Regions from separate parts of the Sus scrofa genome. Here region 1 is linked to region 2. The links are chromatin contacts, called in public promoter capture Hi-C maps. All regions are on one chromosome and are shown on one strand. The core of a region is the stretch at or near the end of the contact, and the rest is flanking DNA. Distances in the headings are between cores, read along the strand shown. Region 1 holds the start of ALDOA (fructose-bisphosphate aldolase A). Region 2 holds the start of TMEM219 (insulin-like growth factor-binding protein 3 receptor).

Region 1 (6,138 bases), core at 1,137-3,636, 79 kb before region 2:
ATAAAGCGACCTGTACTTTTCTATGTATTTCAACAGGCACACTTTATAATAAACAAACAAATATAAGGAGTTCCCATCATGGCTCAGCCGAAACGAATCTGGCTAGCATCCATGAAGACGCAGGTTCAATCCCTGGCCTTGCTCAGTGGGTTAAGGACCCAGCGTTGCCGTGAGTTGTGGTGTAGGTCACAGACAAGGCTTGGATCCTGCGTGGCTGTGGCTGTGGTATAGACTGGCGGATTCAGCTCCGATTTGACCCCTAGCCTGGGAACCTCCATATACTACAGATGCAGTCCTAAAAAAAGACCAAAAAAAAAAGTATATATATATATACACACGCACACATATATGTGTATATGTATATGTACACACACACACAAGCACACACAGTTTTTTAAAATGCCCATTCTCAAGGTCATTATCTGACCCTGTCAGTAGCACAGTATCCAGAATACCGTATTCACTTGGTGAACAGGAGGAGCTCTGGAGGGGCTCTGTTTTTTCTTTTAACTACCATTTTCAGAAGTGCTCATGTGCCCTACACGTTACCCATTACCTTTCTCCAGCTGCTTCCCTACTTTCTTTTCTACAAGTAGCTTTCATTGCCAGAAAAGTATCTGAGCTGTTTTTTACGTTGTTTTTGGCTGTCTCCACCTGAGCCAGTACCTGGAACTGTGCCTGGCCTAGAATAGGTGCTCAGTAATAAATTTTGTTGAACCAAAAATGAATGCACGGATAGTACCTCAATCAGGGCTCAGGGGCCAGGGGCCAGCACGAGAACTCACAGCTTCAGTGGGCTGCGGGCAGCAGGCATCCAGGTAGTGGGCTGGGCTAGGCAGAGGGAAGTTGCAGGCTTCTGCACAGGTCCAGCAACAGTCTTGGGGTCTAGAGGCGCCTTGCTTCCTGCAGGGGGGGCTGCAGTCTGTGCAGCAGCGCTGAGTCTAGGAGAAGGCAGGGTTCAGGATCCAGGCCAGGCGGCAGGCGGGGAGGGACAGCCAAGACTCAGTTTGGGGGAGAGGGGCAGGGGAAGGTTCAGCTGGGGACAGGGATGGGATGGATGCGGGGATTAAAGGGGAAAGGGGTCTCATGGTAAGGGCCTGCAGTTGGGGGCCAAAATGACCAGCTTCCTCTTCCTCAGGGCCCACCCTTCGGCCCCCACCAGGCCCCTCACCAGCAGGCAGTGCCTAGTCAGCAGCACCAGGCCCAGCAGCAACAAATAGATGCCCACAGCAATGATGACGACGGCGGGGATGGGGAGCAGCAGGGAGGGGCTGCTGACAGGAGCCGGGGTTGGATTCCACGGGCTAGAGGAGGCCTGGACAGCACAGGAGGAAGGGGTGACAAGGAGGTGCGGAGGGGCTGCAAGGACACACAAATACCAGGACGACGCTGGACGTGGCTGGGAAAAGTGGAGGAAGAGCCACCGGGTGACAGGAAGTCAATGGGACTTATTGCTCTTCCTTTCAGGCTGCCTCCCCAAACAGATCTATCGGGTCTGCTTCCTTTGCACTACTTTCCCATCCCTCAACCCACAGAACTGGCCCCTAACTGCCTTGCAACCTGCAACTGTGCCCCTTTCCACACCAGCTGTCTTGTGTATCTCCTCCCCACACCCCCTTACAATCCATCAATGGCTCCCACTGACTCAGTCTCAACTTATCTCAGCGACAAAAGCCCCAATCAAATGCTGCCTATCTCTCCTTCTGTCCCCATGGCACTCCAGCCATACTGAAGTCCTAGCAGTTCCCTTAAAGGCCCTATATCCTCTCTCTCAGGCCCACGTCTCTCTGACCAGGCTGTTCCCTCTGCCTGGGATGCCCTTTCCTCTGGATTGCTTGGCCAGCTCCTCATCTTGCCAGAGTGGCATGCGCCTTTTCCTGGGAAGGCCGACCCTGCACACTCTCACAGCTCTGGTCCTCAACTGGGAGTATCTATGTCGGGTAAAAAAAATCCCTCTCCAGTGCAAGCTCCAAGGTAGGAAAAGTCAGGGTGAGTTGACGCCTCTGAGGGAGCCGCTCCAGACAGGGCTAAGGGGCCTAGGACTCACGTCCATGGGGCAGGATAGCGCCGCTCGGTCCAGGAGCTGCAGAGGAGAGAAAGTCCTGGGCTCAGAGACTGAGAGGGGCCACTAGGCTGGGGTGCCCCTTCTCCACCTCCCAGTTCCGGTTTGGGGAAACTGAGGCCCAACCATGGTCCCTGGTCGGCACAGTGGGGATCGGGTCGGGGGATTCGGAGCGGCACCACCTTCGAAAGCCCTGCCCGACCCAGACCACACCCCTGTTTTCCCCCAACCCCGGGCTCCCTCCATCGACCTAACGGCTTTACCTGCGCCCTCGGGGCGGCGGGCAGTTCACGGATTCCGCGCTTTGCTTGATCCAATCCGCCGAGGCCGCTGCACCGCCCAGAAGCCTCCCGCTGCTTCTCGCGGTTGCTATGGAGATCAGAGCGCCGCTCCTACGGCGGCCGCTCAGACCCAAAACTCCTTCTCCACCCCGCGCTTCCCCTTCGCGATCTTCTTTGGTCACCAGCTCTTCTTTTTAGTTGGGGTCCCCTGAGCTTTCCCGCAGTTACAGAATAGAAATGGGGAGTTCCCGCAGATACCCGCCTAAGTCGGATCCTCATTGTGCGCTGTGTGCTACAAAGGGAAGATTGAACCCCCGGGCTATACCATCAACTGGCTATGTGACTTCGGCTAAGTCACTATGCCTCGAAGAATCCGTGTTATTCCAGTGTAAACCGAGGAGAAACAGTATCCTCCCACGGATACTGTAAAAGTCAAAGCTACTTCTTAATTGTATAGAACTATCCTCAATATTGTTTCAACCTCATCGCACTCACTTTTATTAACAGCGTTTTTTTATTTTTTATTTTATGGCAGCACTCGGGGGAATATGTAAATTCCCCAGGCCAGGGATTGAATCCCAGCTATAGCTGCGACCTACCACAGAGGATCGAAACTGCACCTCCGAAGCTACACGAGCTGCTGCAGTGGGATTTTTAACCCACTGAGCCAAAGCGTGAAGTCCAGTGCCCAAACTTAAGATTCATCATCTGGTCTCTTCAACCCTCACATCACCATCAAAGTGGTTTGCTCCACCCACATCGGATTTTGTGTTTTTTCTTTTTGTCTTTTTGTCTTCTAGGGCCGCACCCGCGGCATATGGAGGTTCCCAGCCTAGGGGTCGAATCAGAGTTGCAGCTGCCAGCCACAACCACAGCCACAGCAACGCAGGATCTGAGCCACGTCTGCGACCTACACCACAGCTCACGGCAATGCCGGATCCGTAACCCACTGAGCGAGACCAGGGATCGAACCCGCAACCTCATGGTTCCTAGTGAGATTCATTAACCACTGCGCCACGACGGGAACTCCCAGATTCTTAACCCACTAATCTACGACCGGAACTCCCTGATTCACCTTTTTTTTTTTTCTTTTCTTTTTATGGTTGCACCTGTGGCATATGGAAGTTCACAAGCCACAGGTTGAATCAGAGCTGCAGCTGCCAGCCTACAACACAGCCACAGCAACACTGGATCCTTAACCCAATGAGCAAGGCCGGAGATCAAATGCACACACATCCTCACAGAGACAACATTGGGTCCTTAACCTACTGAGCCACAACAGGAACTCCCCTGATTCATCTTCATGTCTTTTTTTTCTAGGGCTGCACCCGGGGCATATGGAGGTTCCCAGGCTAGGGGTCCAATTAGAGCTGTAGCCGCTGGCCTACGCCAGAGCCACAGCAATGTGGGATCTGAGCTGAGTCTGCGACCTACACCACAGCTCGAGGCAACGCCAGATCCTTAACCCACTGAGTGAGGCCAGGGATCGAACCCACAACCTCATGGTTCCTAGTTGGCTTCGTTAACCACTGAGCCACAATGGGAACTCCTCATCTTCATATCTTAAGCCCTAGCAGTTAGCTTGGCCTTGAGTACTTACTGATTCTATGAATGAGTGGAATCCAACCAATGAGGTGATGCCTTCCCTGGGCTTGTGAGGCACTCTGACTGCCCACTTTTTTTTTTCTTTTTTTCTTTTTTAGGGTCTGCAGATCAGAGCTGCAGCTGCTGACCTACCCCACAGCCAGCAATGCAGGATTCAAGCTAAGTCTGCAGCCTACACCACATCTCACAGCAATGCCGGATCCTTAACCCACTGATCAGGGCCAAGGATCAAACCCACGTCCTCGTGGGTATTATTTTGGTTCCTTACCGCTGAGCCATGGGAACTCATGTCTTCCCCTATTTTCTTTGCAGAATCCTGAGGCTCAAGATGCAACCTGTTCCCACCTCAGCCCCAGGAAAATTTTCAGGTGACACATACTCCCTCTGTCTCCTCATTTCCTGCCAACATCCTAGAGACATCAGCCTTGGCAAGGCCTCTGGACACGTCCATGGCCCACAGTGGCCAGACTCACCACGGACGGGGTTCTGTTCCTACCACGAGCACATGCATTATGCAGGAGGCAGCACAGGGCACCAGGTCTGTTTGTTGCAAGGCAAGAAAGGAGGTGATGAACGCACCCCACTTGGCCAGGGCCCCGCTTCCACCCACATCACACCCCCTGTTGGAAGCAGGGAGAAACTGACCTCTCAGATAGTCCAACTGCCATAAGGTCTCCTACCTGAAGTTCAAAGCTGGCGATGGAGATATTATCACTCATGGTTTCACACCGCCCCTGGGAGAGAGAGTAAAAGACTATAGCTTTCCAAAAATCATGGGGTAAGTGGGAGACCTGAGATGCAGAGAAAGCCCAGAAGATGAAAGGAGCCTCTGAGGACCTGGGCTTGGACGTGGGAAAGGAATCTGGCAGTTTTGATTTTGATCTAATGCTTCCAGGTAATATGGCCTCCCAGAGACCAAGATGGGGTTCACTAGCCTCCTTATTATGAAAATGAAAGGCTGATGCTTAGGTAGTTACCTCTGGGGGAATAAGAAGCTGAACTCTGCTGAACTAGAGGGTCAGTGGCGCCCTCGTCACAGACTTTCCCTTATTTTCTCCTAACAGTAGGCAGAAACCATCACTTCCACTTTACAGAGAGAAACGAATTATGGAGAGTTCCCTGGTGGTCCAGGGGTTAGGATTCAGGGCTTTCATCACTGCAGCCCCAGTTCAATCCCTGATCTGGGAACTGGGCTCAAATGTGAAGCTGCTGCACGCTGTGGCCAAAAAAAAAAAAAAAAAAAAAAAAAAAAGAAAAAAAAAAAAAGAAGAGAACTATGGGAAGTTCCTGTGTGGCACAGAAGGTTAAGGATCCAGTGGTGCCACAGGTGTGGTGCGGGTTGCAACTGTGGCGTGGGGTTTGATCCCTGGCCTGGGAACTTCCACATGCTGCGGGCATAGCCAAAAAAAAAGAAAGAAAGAAAAAAGAATTATGATCTAGGCTTGAATTCTAGTTCTGCCACCATGTGTCAGTGTGACCTTGAGCAAGTCAGTTGACCTCCCTGGGACTCAGTCTTCTTTATCTGGAAAGTGGGGCTAAGAGACTGCCAAGGCTTATTGTGATGCTCAGAGAAAATATAGGTAGAGCACCTGGCACAGAACATGAGTCATTAAAAAAAGAGAACAAGAACCTTGAATGACGATCGCAATGACTATTTACAATGTGCCACATAGTAACTGTGTTTACACACATCTCATCTCATTCAGTCATCCCACAGCCCTTCTGCTCCTGTCCCCATTTTATAGATGAAAAGCTTGAGGCTCAGAGGAGCCAAATCGCTTGCACAAGTTCTCCTGGCTAGTGAGTGATGGAACTAAGATTGGAGCCCAGGCAATGGGACTTTGTACACAACTGGAGCTCAGAGAGGTTCTGACACTTGCCCAAGGTCACACAGCCAACCTAAGGAGGGAAAATGGTCTGAACGCTTAGTTGTCTCCCTCCGACTCCCCTAATGTGCCGCCTCGGCCTTTTCTACGGCACAGATGAAGGGTGGGGCTGAACTTGCTTGGAATAGTACCTACCTTGGGACAGGGACAATAAAAGCACTGAATAATAAATGATCTGGTGCACCGCCAGGACACTCCCCAGAGCATGGGGAGGGGGAACTGGACCCTTCCCTGGGTATCATGTGGGGAAACGGGCCACTTCTGGCTGCTTATTTACTTATTCACAGCCTTCGATGCTATCGCA
Region 2 (6,163 bases), core at 1,207-3,706:
CAAGACTCTCCATGGGATTCTGCTGCTTCTTCACTCACCTCCTGCCACTCATTTAACACTCCTTCCCCTGCGCCGGTCAAATGGAACCCCAGAAAGTTCCTATATGTGTCTTCATAATCCCCATCTTCATGCCTTCTGGCTGGAGGAGCACATTCCTAAGCCTCAGTTCAAGCCCTGTATCCTTGGAAAAGCCTGTCTTCACCATCCCGGCTTGACGCCCTTCTGAGTATTCTCATTGTACCTTTGTTCTACGGTACCCACTTAAAGGTATTTACTTTTTAAAAAATTTTATTTTATTATTATTTTTTGTCTTTTTTGCCTTTTCTGGGGCCGCTCCCATGGCATATGGAGGTTCCCTGGCTAGGGGTCGAATCAGAGCTGTAGCCGCCGACCTACACCAGAGCCACAGCCACGCGGGATCCGAGCCGCATCTGCGACCTACACCACAGCTCACTGCAAGGCCGGATCCTTAACCCACTGAGCAAGGCCAGGGATCAAACCCGCAACCTTGTGGTTCCTAGTCGGATTCATTAACCACTGCGCCACGACGGGAACTCCTTAAAGGTATCTACTTCTGTTCACATCTGTATCTTTTTCTTTCCTTTTTTTTTTTTTTTTTTTTTTTTAAAGCTGCATCCGTGGCACATGGAAGTTTCCAGGCCAGGGATCAAATCTACACCACAGCTGTAACCAGAACCATAGTAGCGGCAATGCTGGGTCCTTAACCCACCGATCAAGGCCAGGGATTGAACCCATATCCTCACAGACGCTACGTCAGGGTCTTAACCCAATGAGCAACAGGAGCTCCAAACCTGAGTGTTCTGATGCCCAATCCCACAGTCCTCCTTGGTCTCACCTTTCAATCCCATCTGACTCCTGGGGACCTGGGCTTGGAATGTCTGGGTCTTGTTCCCGTCTGGATCATCTCCGAAATTCAAGGTGGTCAGTAAGCCCACGACGTGAGACTCATGCGACTTCCTGTAACTGTCCCATTCACAGGGCACAAGGTCAACTGGCCAAACAATCTCAAGAAGGAGACCCAGTCCTGTATGCAAAAGGAAGGCAGGGGAGAGGGGAGAGGAGATTAGCAACAAAAGCTGTCCTACAAAGGAAGAATGAGCATGAGGGTAAGTACTCACCTGGGGGATGTCAGGGCTGCGCAGGCCAGTCCTATGGGTGAGGAGGAAGCCACCAAGGCCCAGGCCAGAAAGGCCAAGAAGCAGCAGGATCAAAGTGGCACAGACCAGAGGTGGGTGGTGGGCCAGGCAGAGATGCAGGTTGTGCACTGCCTGGCAGCTGCCCATGGGGAGCAGAGGGGTCTGGGCCTCCAGGGAGAGCCTGCTTGAGGACAGGAAGGAAGACCTGGTCAAGAGCCTGCCAGTAAGAAGGCACTTACCCATTTTATTCAAAGGGAAGCTAAAGCCCCAAGAAGACAAGGGACTTGCTCAAGGCTACCCAGCCAGTTAGTGGCAAAGCCAGGACAAGAATCCACGGCTCTGGACTCCAAGTGTTCGTTTCCATGCACCGCTCAATGAATGCTTGCTGCATTTCATTTCTCAAGTAATCAAGGCGGAAGCAGAGCAGAGTATGCTGTACTGGAAAAAGGAACTTGAAAAGGAGAATTCCCAAGGGGAGAAATTCAGGAAGCAGCCGTTCCAGGGGCCCAGGGTCTGGCTGAAGAACAGTTCCAACCAACAGCCCAGGGAAGGGAAGTGCCTGATGAAAACTCCACGTTGGAGCTAAACTGCTCAATTTGAATCCTTCTCTGCCACTCACTGGCTTTGTGAGCTTCAGAATCTGTGAAATGGGAATTCTAAGAACACCAAGTAGAGGACTAAACGGAACGGATAAAACAGTTTGCATAGTACTTGCCCTTGCAGGAACTGAACAAATGTCCATTTCCTTTCTATTTCTCTGGGTCATATTGATCTTCAAAATCAGGTGAGGCAAGGCAAAAATACCGTAGGGAAAACTGGGGCTTGAGGACTTTTTAATACGGGAGTGGTAGGGCCAAGGTCTGAAACCCGTCTCCTGCTTCCAAGTGGAGTGCTCTTTCCCAGGCGAGAAGCGACAGCCTGATGAAAAGGAACATCTGGAAGGCGAGCTAAACATATGGGATGGGGGGAAAGGAGGGCTCCAGGGAAATGCTCAACCGCGGCCCTTCCTCCCGTCCCGGCCCTTCTGGAAAGGGGGTAAAGGCAGGAAGGCGGAGGAAAGAGCCCGAGGGTCTGCGGCTGCTAGTGCCCCTAGGCCTCCCCTCCCCCGCAAAGCCCCTCCTGCAGAAGAAACTCAAAACCCGCATCCCTTCCCGGTCTAGCAGCGTCGGGTGCACCCGCCGCTCGCTCTCACCGCTCGCAGCCGGGCGGAGGCCGGCGCCCCCCACGACGTCACTCGTGGAGTCGCGAAGGGGCGGGGTCCGCGTTCCCACCCCCCCCACCCCACCCCTCGGCGGGGATTCGCATGCGCAGTGCCCAGGAGGGCGGCCACCTTGTCTTTCCTAGTCAGGGTGGGGGCGTACCAAGAGGACATCCATTGCAGGGGCAAAGGGGAAGAAGTAACACCGCGGGAGTTGAATAAAAGGGAGAGAGGCCAGGAAGCTAATCCTGAAGACGTTGTAAAACTGTACACGCTCCATCCGGAGAGATAGTGGGGGGCATTTCAACGTGAATCTCGTCGCAAGCATTTTGCTTTTGCTTGTCTCCCACCCGCGCCAATAGCACAGCCCGGCCGCGCCCAGGTTCCGGGTGAAGACTTGGGGTCCGCCCGGGGTGGGGCGGGGCTCCACAGCAAAGATTCTGGCCTTCCGGGCGGCTTTGGGGTTTGGGCTCCGCTCTTTTCTGCAGCTTAGTGGGATTTAACGTCTACACTTCATGCTTGGTCCCCGGCTTTTAGCGACTCCTTAGTACATAGGACCCTCGAGCTGCAGGGTTGCTCAATAGAGACCATCTCATTTCACTTATGCCCGCATTTTTCTAACACGAGGTCCAAATTAACCTGAAATAGCAGGGTATTTAGAGCCAAGAACTTTGGGTTCAAATCGTGACTCCATCCCTGCCCCTGTACAAGCCATAACCGTGCTTTTCTGGAGACTGAGTTTACTCCTTTGTTAAAGGGGATCATCCGACCTGTTTGGATGGGAAGATTAAGAGGTTAAAGGGGGAAAACGTGGACCTACTGAGCACACAACCAGCGCTGGACAAATGCTGTTTGAAACGGAACCTGAGTATTCAACTCTACTGAGGCTTCCTTGAGACAGAGACCATGTCTTTTCTGTACCACCCTACCCAAAAGTTTATAGCTCAGAAACCGCTCATATATGGTCAAAAGATACTCAACAAGGGTGCCAAGACCATTTAGTGGGGAAAAGCTTGTCTTTCCAACAAATTGTGTTAAAAAGACGGGAAATCCACATGCAAATGGATGAACTTACTTTACAACCTATGCAAAAGTTAATTCAAAATGCATGGAAGAACTAAATGTAAGAGCTGAAACTATACAACTGTTAGAAGAAAACATAGGGGAAACGCTTCATGATATTGGACTTGGCAACAATTTATTGAATATGATATCAAAATCATACACAACAAAAGAAAAAATAGATACACTGCATCAAAGTTTAAAACTTCTGTGTACCATAGAAGGCAATCAATAGAGTGAAAAGGCAACTCCTGGAATGGGAGGAAGTATTTGCAAATAATCTGCTAAGGAGTTAATATCTAGAATATATAAGGAACTACAGCTCAACAATAACAATGACAAAACCAACCTGATTAAAAAAATGGGCAGGAGTTCCCGTTGTGGCTCAGCGGTTGACGAATGACTAGCAACCATGAGGACGCAGGTTTGATCCCTGGCCTTGCCCAGTGGGTTAAGGATCCCTTAACTGAGCTGTGGTGTAGGTCACAGACTTGGCTTGGATCATGCATTGGTTGTTATGGCTGTGGCATGGGCCAGTGGCTATAGCTGCAATTGGACCCCTAGCCTGGGAGCTTCCATATGGCATGGCTGTGCCCTAAAAAGCAAAAAAAAAAAAAAAAAAAAAAAAATCACTTCATACCTATTAGGATGACCACTATCCAAAAAAAAAGGAAAATAATGAATGTTGACAAGGCTATGGAGATAGTGGAACTCTTGTGCATTGTGTGTGGGAATGTAAAATAGTATAGTTGCTATGGAAAACAGACCAGTGTATCTTTGAAAAAAATGTTAAATAGAATTGCTATATTATCAAACAATTCCACTTTTGGGTAGATATATATATATATATATATATATATCTACCCAAAATTGAAAGTTGAGTCTCCAAGAGATATTTATATACCATGTTCATAGTAGCATTATTCAAAAGAAATAAAAGGTGGAAGTAAACCAAATGTCCATCAATAGATGATTAGATAAAATATGGTATAGACATAGAATGGAATATTATTTGGCCTTTAAAAAGGAAGGCTATATGACATGCTACATGGATGAACCTTGAGGATATTATGCTAGATGAAATAAGCCAGTCACAAAAAGACAAATATTGTATGATTCCACTTATATGAGGTACATAAAGTAGTCAAATTCATAAAGACAAAGTAGAATGGTGGTTGCCAGGGAGGAGGGGAGATGAAAATAGGGAGTTATCATTTAATGGGTTGAAAGTTTGAGTTTGGCAAGATGAAAAAGGTTCTAGAGGTGAATGGTGGTGATGGCTGCACATCAAGGTGAATGTACTTAACAGTACTGAACCATACACTTCAAAATGATTAAGATGGTAAGTTTTATGTGTATTTTCCCACAACTAAAATTAACGCTTAAAAAACTTGGGGATGGGCATGGCAGAATTTATAGCACACTCTCCTAGGGCACAGTGGATGTTTTATAAATGCCATTGATTGACTAAGATGCAATTCCAAGTGCAGGAAGTATTTTCTCAAAGGATAAATAAGTGTGGCTGATAGAATTTTAGAATCTAGGAATTGTTCTGTAATAACCTCTTTGGAAAAAAAGAATAGGCATATGTTTATTTATGATTGATTCACTTTGCTATACACCAGAAACTAACAGAGCACTGTAAATCAACTATACTCCAATAAAAAAAATTTTTAAAGATTAAAAAAAAAAGAATCTAGGAATTGGAAGGAATTTGATAACCGATTAAGTTCAGCAATACCACCACCCTCCTTTATTTTCCAGATGCTCAACTGATATCTGGAGAAATTAAGGGCCTTGCCCCAAGTTTCCCAGTTAGTTAAACCTCAGCCAGACCTAGAGCCCAAGAGTCCCAACACTAAATCCAGTCCTTTCCCACTAAATCCTCCCTTATCAGTCTTGCCGAAAAATCTCTCCTGAAAACCTACAAAGGTCTCTGCCCATTTACTCTCAGTCACATCCAGACACATTCTAGTCTGGCCAACGAGGTGAACTTTCCTAGTCTTGATCTAGTCTCCCTACCTGAACCTCAGCTCCTGGAGTACTGTGTTCTCACAAGCCCCAGGTCTTGTCATAGTTTCAGCACATAATATTCATTCAGGAAATATTTGTTGATTAATTTCCCCAAAGCAGCTTCATACAGGCCAGTTTCTCTGAGAACTCACCCATTTTCAGTCTCCTTTTATGGCTGGAAGCATATCTGTGCATGTTTGAATGTTTATGAAATTTACGTTAAAATGTAAAAGAAAGTTTATGTGGTCACTGATTTTTTTTTATGTCTGCTATGGTCCATGTACAAAATTAATATCCATATATAAAGAAGATGTGGTACATATATGTAATGGAATATTACTCAGCCATAAAAAAGAATGAAATATCAGTTCCCATTGTGGCGCAGCAGAAACAAGTCCAACTAGGAACCATGAGGTTATGGGTTCAATCCCTGGCCTCTCTCGGTGGGTCAAGGATCCAGCGTTGCCGTGAGTGAGCTATAGTATAGGTTGCAGACGCAGCTCAGATCTGGAGTGGCTGTGGCGTAGGCCAGCGGCTACAACTCCGATTCAACCCCTAGCCTGGAAACCTCCATATGCCACAGGTGCATCCCTAAAAAGACACACACACACGCACACGCACACGCACACAGAAAGAATGAAATGATGCCAATTGCAGCAACATGGATGGACCTAGAGATTATCATTCTAAGCAAAGTAAGTCAGAGAAAGACAGATATCATAGGGCATCACTT

The links. Promoter capture Hi-C pulls out the DNA fragments that hold promoters and counts their contacts.
Region 1: a promoter capture Hi-C map of fetal skeletal muscle shows a contact between it and region 2, with 2.3 times the contacts expected there. The contact joins the promoter of ALDOA here to the promoter of TMEM219 in region 2. A contact is called at or near these places in 1 of 5 promoter capture datasets (fetal skeletal muscle), 1 of 47 Hi-C or Micro-C datasets (embryonic fibroblasts) and 1 of 2 datasets of contacts at active chromatin or transcription factors (alveolar macrophages).

Annotation. Positions count from the first base shown.
Region 1 is chr3:18,242,284-18,248,421 of Sscrofa11.1, reverse strand. ALDOA (fructose-bisphosphate aldolase A) reads right to left here and starts at 2,386. Exons shown (of 15, transcript XM_021087997.1): 1 at 2,326-2,386; 2 at 2,048-2,083; 3 at 1,172-1,315; 4 at 786-941. It overlaps LOC110260082, which reads left to right and starts at 1,892. Exons shown (of 4, transcript XM_021088012.1): 1 at 1,892-1,974. The coding sequence starts at 1,934. It overlaps LOC110260083 (a long non-coding RNA gene), which reads right to left. Exons shown (of 8, transcript XR_002342905.1): 7 at 4,629-4,682; 8 at 4,039-4,488.
Region 2 is chr3:18,163,064-18,169,226 of Sscrofa11.1, reverse strand. It overlaps TMEM219 (insulin-like growth factor-binding protein 3 receptor), which reads right to left and starts at 2,456. Exons shown (of 7, transcript XM_021088010.1): 1 at 2,350-2,456; 2 at 1,140-1,338; 3 at 976-1,045; 4 at 857-973. The coding sequence starts at 1,304.